3 separate regions of the Mus musculus genome follow, and all the other regions are linked to region 1. Evidence: chromatin contacts called from public Hi-C and Micro-C data. All regions are on one chromosome and are shown on one strand. The core of a region is the stretch at or near the end of the contact, and the rest is flanking DNA. Distances in the headings are between cores, read along the strand shown. Region 1 overlaps Clstn1 (calsyntenin 1). Region 2 overlaps Gm42354 (a long non-coding RNA gene). Region 3 has its middle 46 kb from the start of Gm13070.

What was found. Hi-C and Micro-C count contacts between places; a contact is called where the count stands out from the background.
Region 2: a contact with region 1 is called in a Micro-C map of the G1E-ER4 cell line, with 2.2 times the contacts expected there. The contact joins two enhancer-like sites. A contact is called at or near these places in 5 of 484 Hi-C or Micro-C datasets (the G1E-ER4 cell line, the N1E-115 cell line, cerebellum and 2 more) and 1 of 115 datasets of contacts at active chromatin or transcription factors (embryonic stem cells).
Region 3: a contact with region 1 is called in a Hi-C map of CD8 T cells, with 2.1 times the contacts expected there. The contact joins two enhancer-like sites. A contact is called at or near these places in 1 of 39 promoter capture datasets (pre-B cells), 1 of 484 Hi-C or Micro-C datasets (CD8 T cells) and 1 of 115 datasets of contacts at active chromatin or transcription factors (memory CD8 T cells).

The regions. Positions count from the first base shown.
Region 1 is chr4:149,645,848-149,649,569 of GRCm38.p6, reverse strand. It overlaps Clstn1 (calsyntenin 1), which reads right to left. Exons shown (of 19, transcript NM_023051.5): 17 at 3,194-3,329; 18 at 2,620-2,804; 19 at 671-2,197. The coding sequence ends at 2,006. It overlaps Pik3cd (phosphatidylinositol-4,5-bisphosphate 3-kinase catalytic subunit delta), which reads left to right. Exons shown (of 22, transcript NM_001164052.1): 22 at 1-402. Among named protein-coding and RNA genes, the nearest start is that of Mir7023, 7.9 kb to the left of the region's middle. Within about 2 kb of position 1,324, at least 56 of the 459 cell types and tissues checked have an H3K27ac peak or open chromatin away from gene starts, as enhancers often do. A contact at or near this core is called in CD8 T cells, the G1E-ER4 cell line and pre-B cells, where this site is marked.
Region 2 is chr4:149,797,568-149,801,214 of GRCm38.p6, reverse strand. Gm42354 (a long non-coding RNA gene) reads right to left here. Exons shown (of 3, transcript XR_881588.1): 2 at 742-903. Among named protein-coding and RNA genes, the nearest start is that of Gm42354, 8.7 kb to the right of the region's middle. Within about 2 kb of position 2,319, at least 53 of the 459 cell types and tissues checked have an H3K27ac peak or open chromatin away from gene starts, as enhancers often do. A contact at or near this core is called in the G1E-ER4 cell line, where this site is marked.
Region 3 is chr4:149,855,246-149,858,641 of GRCm38.p6, reverse strand. No RefSeq gene overlaps it. Among named protein-coding and RNA genes, the nearest start is that of Gm13070, 46 kb to the left of the region's middle. Within about 2 kb of position 2,016, at least 119 of the 459 cell types and tissues checked have an H3K27ac peak or open chromatin away from gene starts, as enhancers often do. A contact at or near this core is called in CD8 T cells and pre-B cells, where this site is marked.

The DNA of each region.
Region 1 (3,722 bases), core at 75-2,574:
GAGACTTTGAGAACCATCACCGCTGTCTCGCCAGCAGCCCAGAACATGGCTCAAGGAGCCCCTTCATGTTGATGAGCCCAGGGTCCAGCAGTGAGCGGTGGTGCCTCCGCAGCACCCGCTGAACCCCTAGTCTGCCCCACCAACTCTGAAATAGGAAACGTGTCTGTGTGTGTGTATGTATGTATGCCATGTTATTTATTGAAAAGAGTCTAGGTGCTCTCTGGTGTGGCTGCAGATTCTGCACAGGCTCGGCCTTTCTGGGTTGGGTGTGTACTTGGCTGGAAGACGGGTTTTTTGTTAAGTTTTTTCCTCTCATTGATGGGGGCTGAGACCAGTTTGTGCAACCTTGACACAACAGGTAAAGACAGGTGAAAAGAAATAAAAACGTTTTTATGTTCTTAAGTTCTTGGCTCAAATAACAAGGGGACTTGGGGGGATACAGTGTACTGGTTGAGCCCTTGTCTGCGAAGTGCAAAGCTTCAGGTACATTCCTTAGTACCATAAAAATTAATAATCCTTGCCCGGCATGGTGGACATCTGTAATCCCAGCACTGAGCAGGCAGAGGCAGGAGGATTGCTTTAAGTTTGAGCCCAGCCTATCTTCATAAATCCCTCAACCCCTGCCCCAACCCGTACCCAACAAACATGACAGAATGGACCCCACTCAGGCTGGAGTTAGAACCAGAACTTTATTATAACGCATACACTTTCTGACCTAGTGTCGATATACACATCTTAAAGGGGACCCTGCGGCTACTGACACGACAGTGTCCCTCTCTTCGTTAGCCTGTTTCCATCTAAGAAAGCAGCTACAGGGGACAGGACATGGGAGGGCGGCCACAGACAGCACGGCGGCATCCTTCGAACTAGCAGCAACAGCAGCGAGGACTGGATGTCCCAGCTGGAGCAGTCTAAACTCTTGACTGTGAATGAAGAGCTGTGCTGTGTGGGTGGTACCTGCTGTCTCCTATCTGCTGGGTCTTAGATCTTAGCCCAAACCCAACAGCACGCGGCATCCCATGGGGCCTCTGGGGAGGAGAGAAAAGATTGTTCTGGAGCATTGTAGCAGTTTATCTTTGGGCCTCGGGGTCTCCTTTTGGTGCTGTTGTGCAGACTTGCTCAGAACCGTGGTCTTCCAAGCGAGGAGCCTGACCGCCTGCACCTTTGCTGTCCGTTCCCAGCTACACCATTTCACCAACAGGGAGGCTCACGTTAATAAGCAGAAACCATGTGGCTGCCAGTCACAGGCGTGTACAGGAAAGGCCAGGGGCTTTGGCAACATCCTGGCTGTTCCCAGCCTCTAATGTGGTTGGAGGCTCGTGGGGCTGGCCCCCCCAGACAGCACTTGAAAGCCATGGCCCCGGCCACGTGGCTGTACGGAAACCCTAGCAAGGGTGGGCCCCAGTGACTTGGGCCTCTCCAACCTGGTTTCTTGGGAGGGAAGAGGGAGGAAGAGGCCCTCCTGGCCCCGCATTCTGACTTTACATTCCTGTCCTGGACTACTAGCACAGAGGACACACAGAATCCCAATTTATTTACAAAATATTAAAAAGTCGGTTGGCCATCTACATATTAACCCCCTCTGCTCTCCCACTTTATACATGCACTAGTTTGGGAAAAAAAAATAAAAAAACTTTTAAAAATAAGAGAAATGGTTACTGACTGCGTGGGAGTAATTTTTCACCCTCTGTCGACAAGTCCGCTCAGTGCGGCTTCTCTGGAGGTCCCAGGTGCTGGTGTCCTCTCCCTGGCCGACAGGGAACTCCAGACACACTTGGGGTCTGAGGTGCTGTGGGGCCCCTGCCCTGGGGAGGAAGCGCCAGCTTCTAGCAAAACTGCAATGGTGATGGGCGGGGAGGGTGGAGCCGGTGGTCCCACACACCAAGCACGGGAGGACTTTGAGCAGTGGGGGAAGGGTCTGCAGACCTGCTGGTCAAAATGATTTTGTACATCGTGGACCCGTGGGGCTGGGAGAGAGTCTGGAGAGCAGGCGCTGAGTGCGGGTTTAGTAGCTGAGTGTGGAGTCATCCCATTCCAGCTGTCGGGTGGCATTCTGGCCGTCTCCGGGGCCTCCTTCCTCCTCCTCACTGCTCTCAGACTCGGCACTGGTGATGTCTTCCTCTTCCTCCCCATCTTCGCTCTCCTCCTCCTCCTCCTCCTCTTCCTCCTCCTCACTGCTGTGCTGGTCCTCATATGTCTGGCAAAGAGACGACGGCGTAAATCTAGCCTGTAGCCCCATCGCCCAGTGTCTATCTACTAAAAGCCACAAAGGAAAACACAGCCAACCCCACAGTGACAGAAGGGCCTGAGTGGTACTGGGAGTCGCCTCGCCAAAGTGACCCGGCAGGTGACGCTCTCATTAGCAACATGGATACCACTCACATGGGATGGGGTGCTCAATGCAGAGGGGCGGAGCTTAGTCCTGTCATACCACGGACATCTTGGGGTAAAGAAGCCAAGAGCGTCAGTTGCCTGCCTATGCTACTCACGGAGGCCTTCAGCAAGGGCTTCCTCATCTGAAGGTGACCCCCCTAATCTAATCTCACTGACCCAACCTGCAAGCACATGACCAGGGTCTGGGTCTCCGTGGCGCTTTGTGGTTGGCCCTTCTGTGCCTACCTCCATGGGGTTGACGGTGATGGTCAAGGCAGAGTCATCCCAGTCCATCTCATTCTCCTTCCCCGTGTCCTGGTCCCGCATCGTTCGCTGATGTGCAGCCCGGATCCGAAACACCCCCAGGATGATCATGAAAACCAGGAAGCTGACACACACCACAATCACCACTGTCGCCGTGCTGGGGACAACTGCCATGGGGTTTGAAGACCAGACACACAGCTTTTGTGACGCTGCTTACACCCAAAGAGCTCCCCCCATCCCATCCCTCCTTGGCCTCCTCAACTACTCTAGGTAGGTCAAATGGAATGTGTCAGAGTGCTTCCTGACTCCTAAACCCTAGGAGGAAGCCCTAAGCCTGCCTTCGCTCACTGGCTGCTCTGTGGCAGTGGTGAGCGAGCTTCCTTGTGTAAGTGACAGCATTGGGGTAGTTGATGGGCAGTAGTTGTGAGCTACGCTTGCTACCAGGTTTGTGTGTATGTGTGTGTGTGTGTGTGTGTGTGTGTGTCTGTCTGTCTGTCTATCCATCTGGACCCTACATACCACAGCATCCTGACCCACGTGCTTTCCCCCGTCCTACCTGCAAACGGGTGAGGATTGGCCAGGTTGTGACCAGACAGGTCCACAAAGGATCGATGTTCAGGGTGGACGAACTGTGGCTGGGCAGCCATGTGGTTGGCATGTTCCACGGGGTTGGCTGTGTGGATCACATTCACCTACAGCAGAGAGAGTGTCACTAGGCACCCCAAGTGTACCTGACAGGTGAATAGACGGTCGGCAGTGCTGCTTCCCAGTCTCCCAGCTCCAGGCTGGGGGCAAACAGTGACCAGAAAAACATCACCTGTTTACAACAGTGTGACAGTGTCACATATCCCAGAAACAGTGTGTCCGATGGCTCATTTGTAGTGTAGCTTACAAAAGAAGGCATTCACATCAGAGTAGGAAGCCACCCTGGCCTTAGGCGACAGCTCAGATCACCTCTTCCCATTCTTCTCACCAGCCACCCTTTGGCTCGAGTACATTTAGTCTCCTCCGCCCACCACTTGGATCAAGGTGGAGATGGCGGGCGGGTTGCTCAGAATTTATTTCTTCAGACCTCGGAGGCGCTG
Region 2 (3,647 bases), core at 1,070-3,569, 150 kb before region 1:
CTGAGCATTTTACCCCATGTAGTTTGTGTTTTTGCCACATGGTGTTTTGGTTTGGGTTTTCTGTCTGTTTGTTCTTTGTTTTTGTTTTTTTTTTTTATTTGTGGTTTGGTTTTTGGTTTTTTATTATTGTTTTGTTTTGTCTTTTTCTTTCTTCAGTCTCTTCAAACAGTGAATTTTATTAATTGGCTTTCTAATACTGAGCCAGCCTTACATGCCTAGTAAACTCCCTCTTAGTTGTGGTGCTGGGTCCCTTTGCTGACACTCCTAGCCTATAATGACTTTCTAGCCTTGGGCTGAGCCTGTGACTGGAAGGATCGCCTTTTTCCCTCCACAGGCCTGTTTTCATTATTTCATTAAAGCCTAAGCCACAATGCACTGCTCTGCTGTACCTGGGCCTTGTCCCTGACTCTGCCAGCTTGAACCAGCTTGAACCAGGGCAGGTCTAATCTTCCTACTGAATCCATACCCCATACACTGTGCAATCTGGGTGCATTCCGGGCTCCATAGCAGAGCCCCCACCTCCACCCACACCCACACCTCCACCCACACACAGCCTCCTCAGAGCTTCTTATTGTTTTGTTTTTGTTTTATGAATACACACTAGCTCTCTTCAGACACACCAGAAGAGGGCATCAGATACCATTACAGATGGTTGTAGCTGGGATTTGAACTCAGGACCTCTGGAGCTCTTAACCGCTGAGCCATCTCTCCAGCCCCCCCCCCCCCTTCACGGCTTCTTACCTCTCTCTAACTCTGAGCTCTTTGAGCTCTGCTACAACCCAGAGACCACAGCAAGCGGCCTCCACAGCGCACACATTTCCTGGGAAACTGGGCTGATCCTTCATCCTGCTTCTGGGAATACAAAAAAGTAAACCAGATCCAGCCAGCCACTGTCCTCAGACCCTGCAGTGTTGTGGAAAGAGATATGAATGAGTCACAGAGGAGTCAAGGTCAGATCCGAGAGGCAGGGAAGTACAGCAGCCAATCCCAGCGCCCTTTAGCGGCTATCCTGTGCGGCTACCCAGGATGCTGCTTGCAGCTTCGATGACCTCTCCCTGGCTCCGGCGCTGATGCCAGTCAGAGCTTCCCCGCTTTCCCTTCCTTTCCATTGTAAACACATCAACGGCTGACCACTGCCCGAGACCAGTCATCACTATTCAGTTTAAAAACCCCCTGAGAGACCATGGAACCGGCTCCGTCAATGCAGCGCCTGCGGCCCAGCACGAGGACTTGCGTTCTGATGACCAATGTCCTTGTGAACACATCGGTCATGTGATGCACATCTAGAGTCCCAGGACTGCCAGAGGTCTGGTACCCGTGGACTTCTGGAACTCACTGGCAAGTCAGCCTAACAAAGTTACTAAACTTCCATGAGAGAATCTGTCTCAAAAATATGAAGACTGAGTGAAAAAAAAAAAAAACATGTACTCTTAATTTCTGCCTTCTACACACACAAACACACACACACACACTTCCCTCTGAGGCTAAGGAAAGACAGCTGCACCTGGCCCAGCCAGCTCTCCTCAGAGCTGAGAGGTCAAAAGTCTGACATTTTTTGGACCCCACACAAAAAAATTAATTCCTAGACTGGAGAGAGACTCAGCAGTTAGAACACATGGTAGGTTTACTGTTTGGTTCCCAGCACCTATAGGAATGACTCATGACCACCCGTAATGCCAGCTCTGAGAAATCTGCCCTCTTCTGGCCTCTAAGTTACCTGCATTGTGCTTTTGTGCGTGCATGCACCCCACACCCCCACACCCACCCATGCACTCAAAAATTTAAAAATAATAAATATTTTTAAAAGTTTCAACTGTATTATAAAGTCTGCCTGGGTGGTCTTTATGAAAAATAGTTCGTGATTTCTTTTGTAGAAGAGCCCCCACCCCCACCCCCCACCCGTAAATGGGAAAATCCTGGCACCATCTTGAGACGGTGCTGAAAGGCGCTTTCTCTGAGGACTTCCTTCTGACTTGTAAATTAAGAACAAAGCTCCATTCTGCCCCTGTCTAAAGAAGGACACAGTTAGGGGCAGATGTTTTAAGGGTCATCCCCCACACCATGAGCCCACGTTTGATACTCATGGTCGATATATTTGTCCCAAGGGATAGTGGGATAAAAGTCAGGCAGTGGTAAACAGATGCTGACCCATTCATTGTTTGAGCTGGGATTTGTTCAAGTGCAGATTCTCACTGAGGGGAAAGGGGCGTGGAGAGAAAAATCAGAGCATGAGACAAACAAGTCCTACCCCTGCTCAGACTCACTAACAACTAGACCTGTTGCCTAGAGTGCGTGACTGCAACAGGAACCACCCACCAACAAGAGTCCAGTGCCTCCCCCACCCCCAAGGGACTGATGGCTCCCAGGCTAGCTGGGAGGAAGGCTGGGAGCAGAGAGAGGCAGCCCCATGTGACTTCCCGGGAGCCTGTTTGTTTATTCTGGTGAGACAGGCAGACAAACTCCCAGCTGGCCTGGGAACTGTCACAAAGCTACAGTTACTTGCCTCTGACCCCTGAACTCCAGACCTGCATCTCTCTTTTCCTTTGTCATTTACCATTGTTGCTGTTGGCTTTTTGAGATGGGATCTCTCACTCACATGCAGATGGTCCCTTGTTGAAAGGAGCATGTGAGAGAAGAAGAGACAGCCGCCTAGAGCGTAAGACAGTCTATGACCTCCCAACATTACCACAGAGGACCAAAATTCCAACCACTGAGGGACACGCTCATGGCAGGGACCAGTTAACAGATGAGTTGAGGGTCACTAAATCTAGTTCTTTCCACACCCACTGGTGACAGTGAGAAGATGATACCAGGGAAGGTGCCATGCCTCACTGTGGAGGCTGCTCTACCTCAGGAGCTGTGTGGCACTTGCCTCAGATGGGCTCTGATGCTGCCAGGCTGGCTGCTTGGATCCTGTTCCTAACTCTGTAGCCGCAATAGTGTCTTCATCTGGCTGAGCCAGAGCCCTGCAGTGCTTGCTTGCAAAATTCTCTCTCTCTCTCTCTCCCTCTTTCCCTCTCCCTCTTTCCCTCTCCCTCTCCCTCTTTCCCTCTCCCTCTCCCTCTCCCTCTCCCTCTCCCTCTCCCTCTCCCTCTCCCTCTCCCTCTCCCTCTCCCTCTCCCTCTCCCTCTCCCTCTCCCTCTCCCTCTCCCTCTCCCTCTCTCTCTCCTCTGTTTGTGTGTGTGTGTGTTAGGTGGTAGGTGTCTTCCTCTCACTGTCTTCTCCTTTGAACCTAGAGCTTACCATTCATCTAGACACCATGGCCAGAAAGTTCTGCGATTGGCCTATCTCTGCCCCCCTAATCCCCAACACCCTCCTCCCAACCCAATGCAAGGATTATAGACAGGGACCATCATGCCCGGCTTTCGCATAATGTTGGGTATCTAAACTTAGGTCCCATGCTTGCCCAGTGACCATTCTACCCACTGAACCATTCCTAGTCCCTGCTTGGGTTGGTTTTTTTTTTTAACAAAACAAAACAAACAAACAAAAATCAGGGTTTTTCTTTGGCCTAGAGCCTGCCAATCATGCTAGGCTTGGCTGGCCAGCAGTCCCAGGAACCCTATCTGCACCCCCAGCACACCAGAGCACCTAGCTTTTAACCATGGGCTCTGGGGATAGAGCCCAAGTCCTCCTGCTTGCAGCAA
Region 3 (3,396 bases), core at 767-3,266, 210 kb before region 1:
CTTTGCATCTCTCTGCAGCAGGAGAACATTCAGTGTGGTGCTCACACTAACATGAGATGGGCGGGAGGGACCTAGTACCTATTTTGTCTTTTTGAGACTGGGTTTTTTCATATACCCCAGGCTGGCTCCAAATCTGGCCAGGTAGCCAACGGAGGGGACTAACTGTCACTTATCCTTCACCATGCCACTGCATCTGGATGCTTTAGGCATACCTTCGTGTGGTGTCCCCAGCTCCCCACCATCCAGTTGTCATTTTACCTAAAGGCACATGTGCCGTCTTTACAGAGGCACAGAGAGATGACATGAACTTGCCCAACACTGCACAGATAAATATCAGAGATGACACTTGAACCTCATGGGTCCATTCCAGAGACAAAACTGATGTCCACGGTCAGTTGCGGATGTTGCATTTCATAGGCAGAGATACAGGTGAAGGACAGACCTGTGAGGCCTGCTGCATCAAGGGACCCTTGTTAAGGGACTCCAGTGCATACTGAATAGTAACAGTAGCAATCAAGGATTAAAATAACCGCTGGTGGTCACTAAGGAGACTAAGCCATACTCACCCCTAACCCCTAACCCCACTGCACAGCCAGAGGAGAACAATAGGAGCCTCCTTAGAGAGCCTAGAGGCCCAGGATGGCCTGATGACACACACATCCCCGCAAACATTAGTACCCTGCTGTACACCATGCTCCACAAGCAGGTGTCCCAGGACCATCGTTACTATGGTTACCTGGCTGTTATCTGTTCCACCCTGTTTGCTTAGTAACCTCTCCCTAGATAAACTGCATCATTGCAAGGAGAGAGAGGGAGCCAGCCTTACTGAGGGGTTGCTATGGGCATGACTCTGCCAAGCAAATCCATGCACCCCTAGGAAGCAGTATCTCTTGCGCAGATAAGAAAAGCAGGCCTGTGGCTTTAAAGGACTTGCAATCAGGAAATCAGCAACATAGCACTGCCTCAAAGCCTTGTCTGCTAAAATCCGAAGCTGCATATGAAACATGATGCTAAGCCGGGGCTTTTAGACCCAACTCCCAGAGACATAGTGGACCCTTCAGCTATTCCTCCAGATGTTGCATGAGTGGCTGTGTTGTATTACTTGTGTGTGTGTGTGTGTGTGTGTGTGTGTGTGTGTGTGTGAGAGAGAGAGAGAGAGAGAGAGAGAGAGACTGTATGCATGTGTGTAAGGTATATATGCACATGTGAATGTGTGTGTATATTTGCCCAAGTGGATGCATATAGAGGTTTACATTGATAGGTTGGTAGGTCGCTCCTCAATTGCCTCTCCATCTTATTTCTGAATCTGAAACTTGCTGTTTCAGCCAGATTGGTGGCCCAAGCTACCAGGGTCTTCCCTCCATACACACCCTGCCATCCCAGTGCTGGAGTTAGAGGGACACACCACCACGCCCGGCCTTTATGTGAATTCTGTGGACAAAAACTTAGGTCTCCCATGTGTGTGCTGCAAGCATTTCTCTCACTGAGCCCTTTCTCAGCCCCTATTTTATCTTGAAACAAGATCTTGCTGTTTGAAACCTGGACTCCAATTCTTGGGCTCTATCCATCCTCCTGCCTCAGCCTTCTGAGCACTGGGACCACAGGCATTTACCACCATGCCTGCCCTTGTTAGGTGTTTTCTGAGTGCCTACTCTATGCCAGGCTCAGGACTGGGGTCTGAAGCAGCCTGGCCTCAGCCTCCTTTTGCTCACCAGGTCAAAATCATGGCACATTTGAAGTATTTTCCATTGTCCCCAGGTCCTAAGAAGGCCACCCAACAGCTTATGGCCGCTCCTTGGGGAGAGGGGGACTTGGGCGTCTTTCTGGGAGAATCCGGGTCTGAGTGTTTCAGGAAATCTCTGATCTGCCAGATTTCTGTATAACTGATCAGTCAGAGATGGGGGAAGGTTTCCCGTCAGCCAGGCGTTTGTCTTTCACATGAGCCCTAGACAGACAAACCACAGCCACAGACTCAACCAGCTGTGGAAGCATCGAACAGGAAACCCAGAACACCTGGTGCTCCACTTCCTCTGAAGACTGCGCGCGTCTGGGTGGCTGTGTGTGGCTGCCGGCGTTCGCGTCTGTTTTCTCTCCCGCTGTTGGTTAAGTGGGACTCAGATGCAGACAGAGTTGGAAACCACAGGCCTTGTGGTAACAAGGAAGTCAGACACTGGCTCTGAGACCTGACAGCACATGGCGGCTCCTCAGACAAGATCCCAGGCAGGATCCAGCCCCGGCTCTAGGCCACCCTCCAACTCCCAGCCATAGTCAGCTGCAAGTCACCGTGCAAGCGAAGGAAAGGCATTCTTTTGCTTCTGGACATAGGTGGTTTTTTTTTTTTTTTTTTTTTTTTCAAGCCGCTGTCTGGATTGGAGGGGAAGCTCTGCTTAAATATAACTTGGCCTCCGAGTGCAGACTCACAAAATGCAGTGTCTGGATAAAGCTGCTTTTATGATAATTTGGGAATCTGTGGGTGACCACTGAAGCCATGTGCTGAACAGGGGACTGATTTCCCATTAGCAAAGCTGGCCTCCCTATAAGGACTGGGTTTGCTGAGGCCCCCACACACTTCCTTTTTTTTTTTTTTTTTTTTCCTTTGACACAGGGTCTTATGTAGCTCTGCCTGTCCTGCAACTTGCTATACAGAGCAGGCTGGCCTTAAATGCACAACACTTTTCCATTTTATCGATGGGAAGACAAAAGAAAATAGAAAAGCTCTCAAAACCTCAGGAGGTGGACTTGTGAATATGTTTAAGAATCATTAAATTGACCTACAGAGAGGGTCTTAGCTCACCTAAGATCACATATTAATTAAGAGGTAAGATCACATATTAATTAAGAGGTAAGAGGCTCTTTGCTTATACAGTATGGTTTCTGATTCTGTGTTTTTACAGGATTTCTGCGTGTGGGTGTGTGTCTCTGCATCAGTACGTGTTTCTTTTGCACTTCTGGCTCTCTCTCTCTCTTCTTCCTGTTTGTTTGTTTGAATTCTATTTTCTTTTTACGTGCCTTTTTTTTTTTTCTAATGAGAGAAAGAAAGGGTATGGATTTGGGTGGGTAGAATCTGGAAGAAGTTGGGGAAGAGGAAAGTAAGGTTAGCATATATTGTATAAAAAGATCTAAAAAAAAGTGGGGCTAGGATTCAATTTCAAGTTGGTTCTTAGCTCCCTGCTGGGCCCTAGATTATTGTCTTAATGAGTAGTAACAACTGCCTAGCACAGCTGGTGCTCAACTTTATCAGCGAGCCGCGCTATCATTTGTGGCAAAGATAGTGCGATCCGCATAGGAAACCCAACCCACTGGGAATATCTGCACAATGCATAGTGCAGAATGGCTGCTCTATCGTTACTGGCATTGCCGGGGTCAGAGCCTAGGTCCTAGCAGCCCTGACAATCT